Regions from separate parts of the Rattus norvegicus genome. Here region 2 is linked to region 1. Evidence: chromatin contacts called from public Hi-C data. All regions are on one chromosome and are shown on one strand. The core of a region is the stretch at or near the end of the contact, and the rest is flanking DNA. Distances in the headings are between cores, read along the strand shown. Region 1 has its middle 89 kb from the start of Atp1a1. Region 2 overlaps Atp1a1 (ATPase Na+/K+ transporting subunit alpha 1).

Evidence for each region. A called contact is a pair of places that touch in the nucleus more often than the background predicts.
Region 2: a Hi-C map of liver shows a contact between it and region 1, with 2.6 times the contacts expected there. The contact joins two enhancer-like sites. A contact is called at or near these places in 8 of 12 Hi-C or Micro-C datasets (the A7r5 cell line, the Rat2 cell line, Schwann cells and 4 more).

The regions. Positions count from the first base shown.
Region 1 is chr2:191,646,525-191,649,829 of GRCr8, reverse strand. No RefSeq gene overlaps it. Among named protein-coding and RNA genes, the nearest start is that of Atp1a1, 89 kb to the left of the region's middle. Within about 2 kb of position 2,014, at least 6 of the 93 cell types and tissues checked have an H3K27ac peak or open chromatin away from gene starts, as enhancers often do. A contact at or near this core is called in liver, where this site is marked.
Region 2 is chr2:191,709,473-191,712,829 of GRCr8, reverse strand. Atp1a1 (ATPase Na+/K+ transporting subunit alpha 1) reads left to right here. Exons shown (of 23, transcript NM_012504.1): 20 at 1-129; 21 at 552-653; 22 at 2,673-2,764; 23 at 3,164-3,357. The coding sequence ends at 3,192. Among named protein-coding and RNA genes, the nearest start is that of Atp1a1, 26 kb to the left of the region's middle. Within about 2 kb of position 1,954, at least 42 of the 93 cell types and tissues checked have an H3K27ac peak or open chromatin away from gene starts, as enhancers often do. A contact at or near this core is called in liver, where this site is marked.

The DNA.
Region 1 (3,305 bases), core at 765-3,264:
CTATCAGGAGCATCAGATTACCACACTGAATATAATTTGTTCTCTATCAAAAATAAGATGTTAAAGCCTTCTCTGGGTTTTGGTTACATATCTAATATAACAGATAGTTAATAATAAAGGAATATAAAAGGAAACATCTAGAGTCTAAGGGACTTGCCAGTCCTTGGCCTGACTGCTTTTACCTCCACTTATTCATTATTCATCCCTTGAATAAATATTTTACTGAGCACTTACCATGAACCACTTTGTGCTGGGTCCTGGGGCACAACAGTGGACAAGACAGACTTATTCCTACATCACAGAGCTTATAGTCTTGTGGGGGTACAAACATGACCCTGGGGACAACAGACATGTGATGAATGCTGTAGGAGGGAAAGCAGGCTACCAGACACACACTCCCCACGGGCATCTAGCCAACCAGGGCTCAAGATGCCCTTGCCAGAGAGCTCAACCTGGACCTAAGGCCCATTGTTTTGCATGGACTGTGGATTTATTCAGATAGCCTATAAGGAGGTTAAGGGTGTGATCCCTAATGGAACATTAGGGAGCCATTGCCTAACACATACACCTGCCTCTGCCGTCTTCCTTCCTCCTCGGTTGGGTCAGCACCCTTGCATCAGCCCAGCTTTCACTGTATTGATAGTTCATCAGAGACTCGCTTGAGTACACTGCCTGCTGCACCCCTGATAATCCCCCAATATCCTACCCACACTTTTGTTCTAACATGTCCTTCTTCAGGCTTGGAGAACTTCCAGGTTAGGGCCTGTTTAAATGACCTGTTTTCTCTGTACCAAGCAAAGGCCTGTGATGCCATAAGAGCAGGATAAATGTTTACTACTTGCCTAAATGAGTGAATGCCCAACCTTCAATACCTGGCTGAAAAGAGAGGGGAAGATGAATATTTGTTTGTTTGTGTGTAACACACACACACACACACACACACACACACACACACACACATCTCATGGTGGTTTGAATATGCTTGGCCCAGGAAGTGGCACTATTAGGAGATGTGGCCTTGTTGGAGTAGGTGTGGCCTTAGAGGAAGTCTAACACTGTGGATGTGGGCTTTAAGACCCTCGGCCTAGCTTCCTGGAAACCAGGCTTCTCCTATCGGTCTTTAAATGAAGATGTAGAACTCTCAGCTCCTCTTGCACCATGCCTGCCTGAACGCTGCCATGCTCCTGCCTTGGTGATAATGAACTGAACCTCTAAACCTGTAAGCTAGTCTCAATTAAATGTTGTCCTTATAAGAGTTGCTTTGATCATGACCCTCTATAATGTCACCCAATGCAATGGCCTCTTCTGTGTGTCTGAAGGCAGAGACTGTGTACTTACATAAATGCAGTAAATAAATCTTTAAAAGTAAACAAAAAGATGAACGCAAAACAAAGCCTTCAGTGACCTACCAAGCTAACATCGAACAGGGCTCGGGCTCGGGTGGCGTGAGGGAGGGAATCAGATGCTAACCTTATGTGTGGTTTTGTTCATTTCTTTTTGTATATCTGAGTGTTCTGCCTGTGTGGATGCCTGTGCACCAAGGGCATGCCTGATGCTGGAAGAGGTCAGAAGAAGGTGTTGATCCCCTAGAACTGTAGTTACAGATGGTTGTAAGTTGCTGCATGTGTGCTGGGAATGCAAAAGCAGCACGTGCCTTTAGCCATGGCTTGGTCATTTCTCCAGCCCCCGGGTCTCCTTTGTTTGTTTACAACACATTACTTACATTTTTTGAATGCACATGGTCCCTCTAGATGATTTCTTTGACACTTGAGGGAGGAGGCAGAAGACATCTATAGAAAATTAAAATCTGTTTCCCACAGGGTAACAGCCAGGCACCTGTCCTCTCCTGCCCAGGCTACAAAACTTCCTGGCAGGTTTTGAAATGTTTCTTTTACCATAAAGCAGCCTTGTCCAGTAAGATTTGTAATCTGTCAACTTCACGGTGTTGTGGAAGTGAGACACACTCAGGAGAAACCACTCTGGAATGTCTGACCTTTGATCTTTTGCAGTGTGATTGGCCAACACCACCATAGTCTGCAATAGTATGCAGAAACAACACACCAGAGTCGCCAAGATCACAAGTAAGACTACAGTGCAGTGACCCAGCTAAGCCAGAACCAGGAAGGGTAGGTGTGCTGTGGTACCGATGTATATTTTCAACACACTAGGTGGTTTTTTATTTGTTTGATTTGGAGGAGAGGGAAGGAGAGTACAACTTCACCATAAGTCAAGGGACAACTATCTACATTGCCGCAAAATACAACTATTTGTTAGATCACAAAGCCCCCTGCCCTGCTCTCCCCACTTGGTAGCTCTGTGGGTTCTGCCTGTCAGCACACACATCCCCAGGGGCACTTAGCGCCCTAGGCAGGCAGGATGCTCCACATCAGCCTTCACTGGGCTCGAGATGCCCAGTGGAGGGGTCTCTGCTGGCTGAGTCTCTTCCCTTCCCAGCATGGCTTCCTCTCTCCCCTTCAGCCGTTGAACTTGCTGTATTCCACTCTGCCTTTGCTTTTTATGCTATCTCGTGTCTAACCTGGCTTTCCACCCTTTCCACCCTTGAGAAGCCCGCTTTACAGTGGGAGGAACTTTTCAAGGCCTGCCATGAAGTTCTGTAGCCTGGGCAGGAGAGGACAGGCCCCCTGGCTGTTACCCTGTGGGAAACAGAGTTTAATCTTCTACAGATGTCTTCTGCCTCCTCCCTCAAGTGCCAACCTTAAAAATAGGCTGTAGAACCAGAATGTGAGATGTTAGCTTGGATGACTACAGAGGTCACCTCCACCAGATACAACATCTGTACTGTAATCCGTGACCTTTTTTATTTTGATTTGGTTTGGGTTTCCCTTAAGCTTTATATATGCATTCAATTATTCTTTTTTTTTTTATTTATTTTATTCATAGATGGTTGTGAGCCACCATGTGGTTGCTGGGAATTGAACTCAGGACCTCTGGAAGAGCAGTCGGTGCTCTTAACCTCTGAGCCATCTCTCCAGCCCGCATTCAATTATTCTTACGTGTTTGTGTGTGAGCCTGTGTGAGTTTATGTATACCACATACATGACGGAGCCTTCAAAAGCCAAGAGAGTGTTAGATCTCCTGGGATTGGAATCACAGGCAGCTGTGAGCAAGAGAAGGAGATACTCTTACTCTCTGAGCATTCTCTCTAAACTCTCCCTTTCCCTTTAAGAGATGGGGTCTGACTGTGTTGCCCAAATTGGCCTCTAATTCCCAGGCTTAAATCTTTCTGCTCGGCCTCCTGAGATGCTGGGGTTACCAGTATGCACCACTCCTCCCAATCACAATTA
Region 2 (3,357 bases), core at 705-3,204, 63 kb before region 1:
CTACGAGCAGAGGAAGATTGTGGAGTTCACCTGCCACACGGCCTTCTTTGTCAGTATCGTGGTAGTGCAGTGGGCTGACTTGGTCATCTGCAAGACCAGAAGGAATTCTGTCTTCCAGCAGGGAATGAAGTAAGTTGTGAAGGATCTGGTAATTTTACACAAACCCTCAGAATAAATTCAGCACCCGACATCCATGACCTAGTTCCTGGAATCTCCACCGGCCTGCACCCTGAAGGCAGCATCACGTCAGGATACCTGTGAATAGAGCCCAGCGTAAAAGTTTTAAGCCTGAAGGGTAGTTTAGGTTTGGGTTTTCTTGCTTGTTTCTAAGTTCTCCCCGCCACCTGCAGATCTCAAGTCTGTACAAGGATGTTACAATGTCAAAATGCTATCCATGCCAGCCAAGAAGAACGCTCATCCCCCTGCCCCCACCCCCACCCCCATCCTGCCACTCAGATCTCGATGACAGCTCATGCTGCCACCTGACACACAGCACCAGGAAAGAAATCTGCATTTGCAACGTATGAACTTTTGTCTCCCTTGAATTTTAGGAACAAGATCTTAATATTTGGCCTCTTTGAAGAGACAGCTCTTGCTGCTTTCCTGTCCTACTGCCCTGGGATGGGTGCAGCCCTTAGGATGTATCCCCTCAAGTAAGTTGAGCCTCTTACATTCCAAAAGGTGTAGACATAGTCTGTGTGCCTTTTCCCCTCCTGCCGAGTGTGAGTTGCCTGAAGTCCGGGTGGTGTGTGAACTAGTTCCTCTGCACTAGACGACAGGAAAGCCAGGAGAGCCAGGCCTGCCAATAAACCAGACCGGCAAATCTAGACCTTCCAGAGCCAAGGATTTGGCCCAAGGTGAGACTGTACAGGATCTGCTTCCTTGAGATTGCTCAGCGGCAGACTGTTGAGCCCTCAGGTCCTCTGCTGCAAAGTCCAGCTGTCCTTAGAGCCACCTAGAGCTGTTCTGGGACCTAGAGGCCCAGGCCCAAGTCCTGTTTGCTTGCTGTAGTCACATATCACTTCCACCTTTCTGGAGACTCCAAAGGAGTTTGGAGAGGATCTGTGATTCCCTTGACCTCACAGTCAGTTGTGAGGGGAGCTCTGCAGCTTAGAAACTAAATTCCCAATTTGTTCTGTGTTCAGAAGCAGCCCGGCCTTAAACATAGTGAATGAATGACTTTGTGCTTCAGTTTTGTGGCCTCAGTTTTTATACGCAGTGCTCACCACAAAGTCTGGAAGCCAGTGGAAACTTCCACATCCATTTGCTGCTGTCCAGTAAGTGGTTGAGGCTAAGCAGCTACAACTTGATTAAACATGGTGAGCGTCAAAATACAACACTCTTCCAACATAAGATCCTTTGAGAGCATCAGCCTCTTGAGTTCCACCCGGCCCTGACATTGCTCAGACGCATCCGGGCCTTCCCGGCCCCTTGCCAACGTCCATGCACTGATCTCATCTTAGAATCGAAATGCTTTGGCCTCATCAAGTTTACAGTCAGAGTCTATGGCGCAAGGTGGGGCAGGCATCCAGGGTGTGTCTCTCAGCCTGTCCAAGGCCATTGTAGGTCAGTTCACTGTTATCCTCCCTACTTATGTCTTTGGTAAGGATGTTCCCACCCAACCCATCAATCCTGATGGCCCCTTTGGGCTGGAGTCCTTGCAACATCTCTGTTGGCGTTGGCTGTTTCTGCTCTCCAGATAATCTTTATGGCTTTTTCTGGTTACTGCGTCAGGTTCCGTAGTACCCTGCATAGAGTACGGGATGCAGGAAGTGTCCAGGTTGGATTATATTGGCCTGAGCCTTATTGAATGAGAGAGGGACAGAAAGGTCACAGGCTGCCACACAGCCTCTGGGACGTCCCAGTGAGGAAGAGCCGAGCCTCAGGACACTGCCCTTTTCTGGACACTTGACTCTTCTGTGACCTGACTTGCTCCTGGCAGCTTCTCCTCCATTTGATCGGGACTTTGTTCCTGGCTGAGGCTCTGAGGTCACCTTCCCACTGCTGTTCTGGGCACATAGGAAGGGCGGAGACTGCAAAGCTGGCAGGGCCATCCTTCCTCCTTTGTTTATCCAGGAGCCTGTAGTCAAGGAAGCCTGGTGCCTGCAGGAGGCCTCCCGGAGCCTGTCTCTGCTGGGGACCATGTGGCAGCCTCTCCAGGCTCCCCGTCTGAAGACCTTTGTCATCTGTCAGGGCTCAGCTGGTCCTCCCGGATTCCATGGTCAGAGACCATGTTGAGGGTCTGAATTAAGTGGCTTTGACCCACACTGGCAGTGCTTTGTCTGCCGATGCCAAGGCGAGAGACAAATGCGCTTGGGAGCTTCAGTAATTCAGGAAAGGAAGAAAGAAAATGTTCATGCACTCTCAGATCGGCAACAGAAAATAGTGGGTTCAGCCTGACTCGTAGGAAAACTAAGGCGAATAGGCTTCCAGCATACAATGTAGGCTGGCCTCTGACGCTGGGCCTAGCAATGTAGGGAAAGCTGCTTCTATTGGGTTTGGGGAGAATTGTTTGTTTGTTTGTTTAATTTTGTGAATGAATCCATAGTTAAGTGTGCCTGTGGTCAGCTTTCTGATGGTTTTCTGGTCACTTTGGAGAAGATGTACGCCTTCTCTGTCTTCCTTTGACTTGTTTCTTGTGTTGTCTGACTTGGCGCTGATTTAATTTCCAGACCTACTTGGTGGTTCTGTGCCTTCCCCTACTCCCTTCTCATCTTCGTGTATGACGAGGTGCGGAAGCTCATCATCAGGCGACGCCCTGGCGGTAAGTGGGCCAACAGGCAGGCTGGACACCCTCCCATGTCAGGTTACAGATGTGGCTTCCACAGACAGAACTGAACTAAGGTAGAAACGCATCGTGGATTTTAAGACCTTAACAAGTGCAAAGCAAATGTAAAGACACCCTGGACATAAACCAAATAATAACACAGTATTCCTGGAGAGAGTTAATTAGCTCCATCTGAGGTCCAGGGTACACACATGCATATGTGTGAGCGGGCACGCACGTGCGTGCGCGCGCGCGCGCACACACACACACACACACACACACACACACACACACACACACACACACACACGATTATCCTTAGGGAGTCACTGTCCTGGTTTTTCCCAAAAGTGGACTCACTACATATGTCCCTCTCTCTCTCTCTGTCTCTCTCAGGCTGGGTGGAGAAGGAAACCTACTACTAGCCCACTGCCCTGCACGCCGTGGAACATTGTGCCACACACTGCACCTACCCCTACCCCCCCTTTGTGTACTTCAAGTCTTGGAGCTCGGAACTCTACCCTGGTAGGAAAGCACCAAAGCATGTGGGGATCCAGACGTCCTGGAATGAAGCATGTAGCTGTAATGGG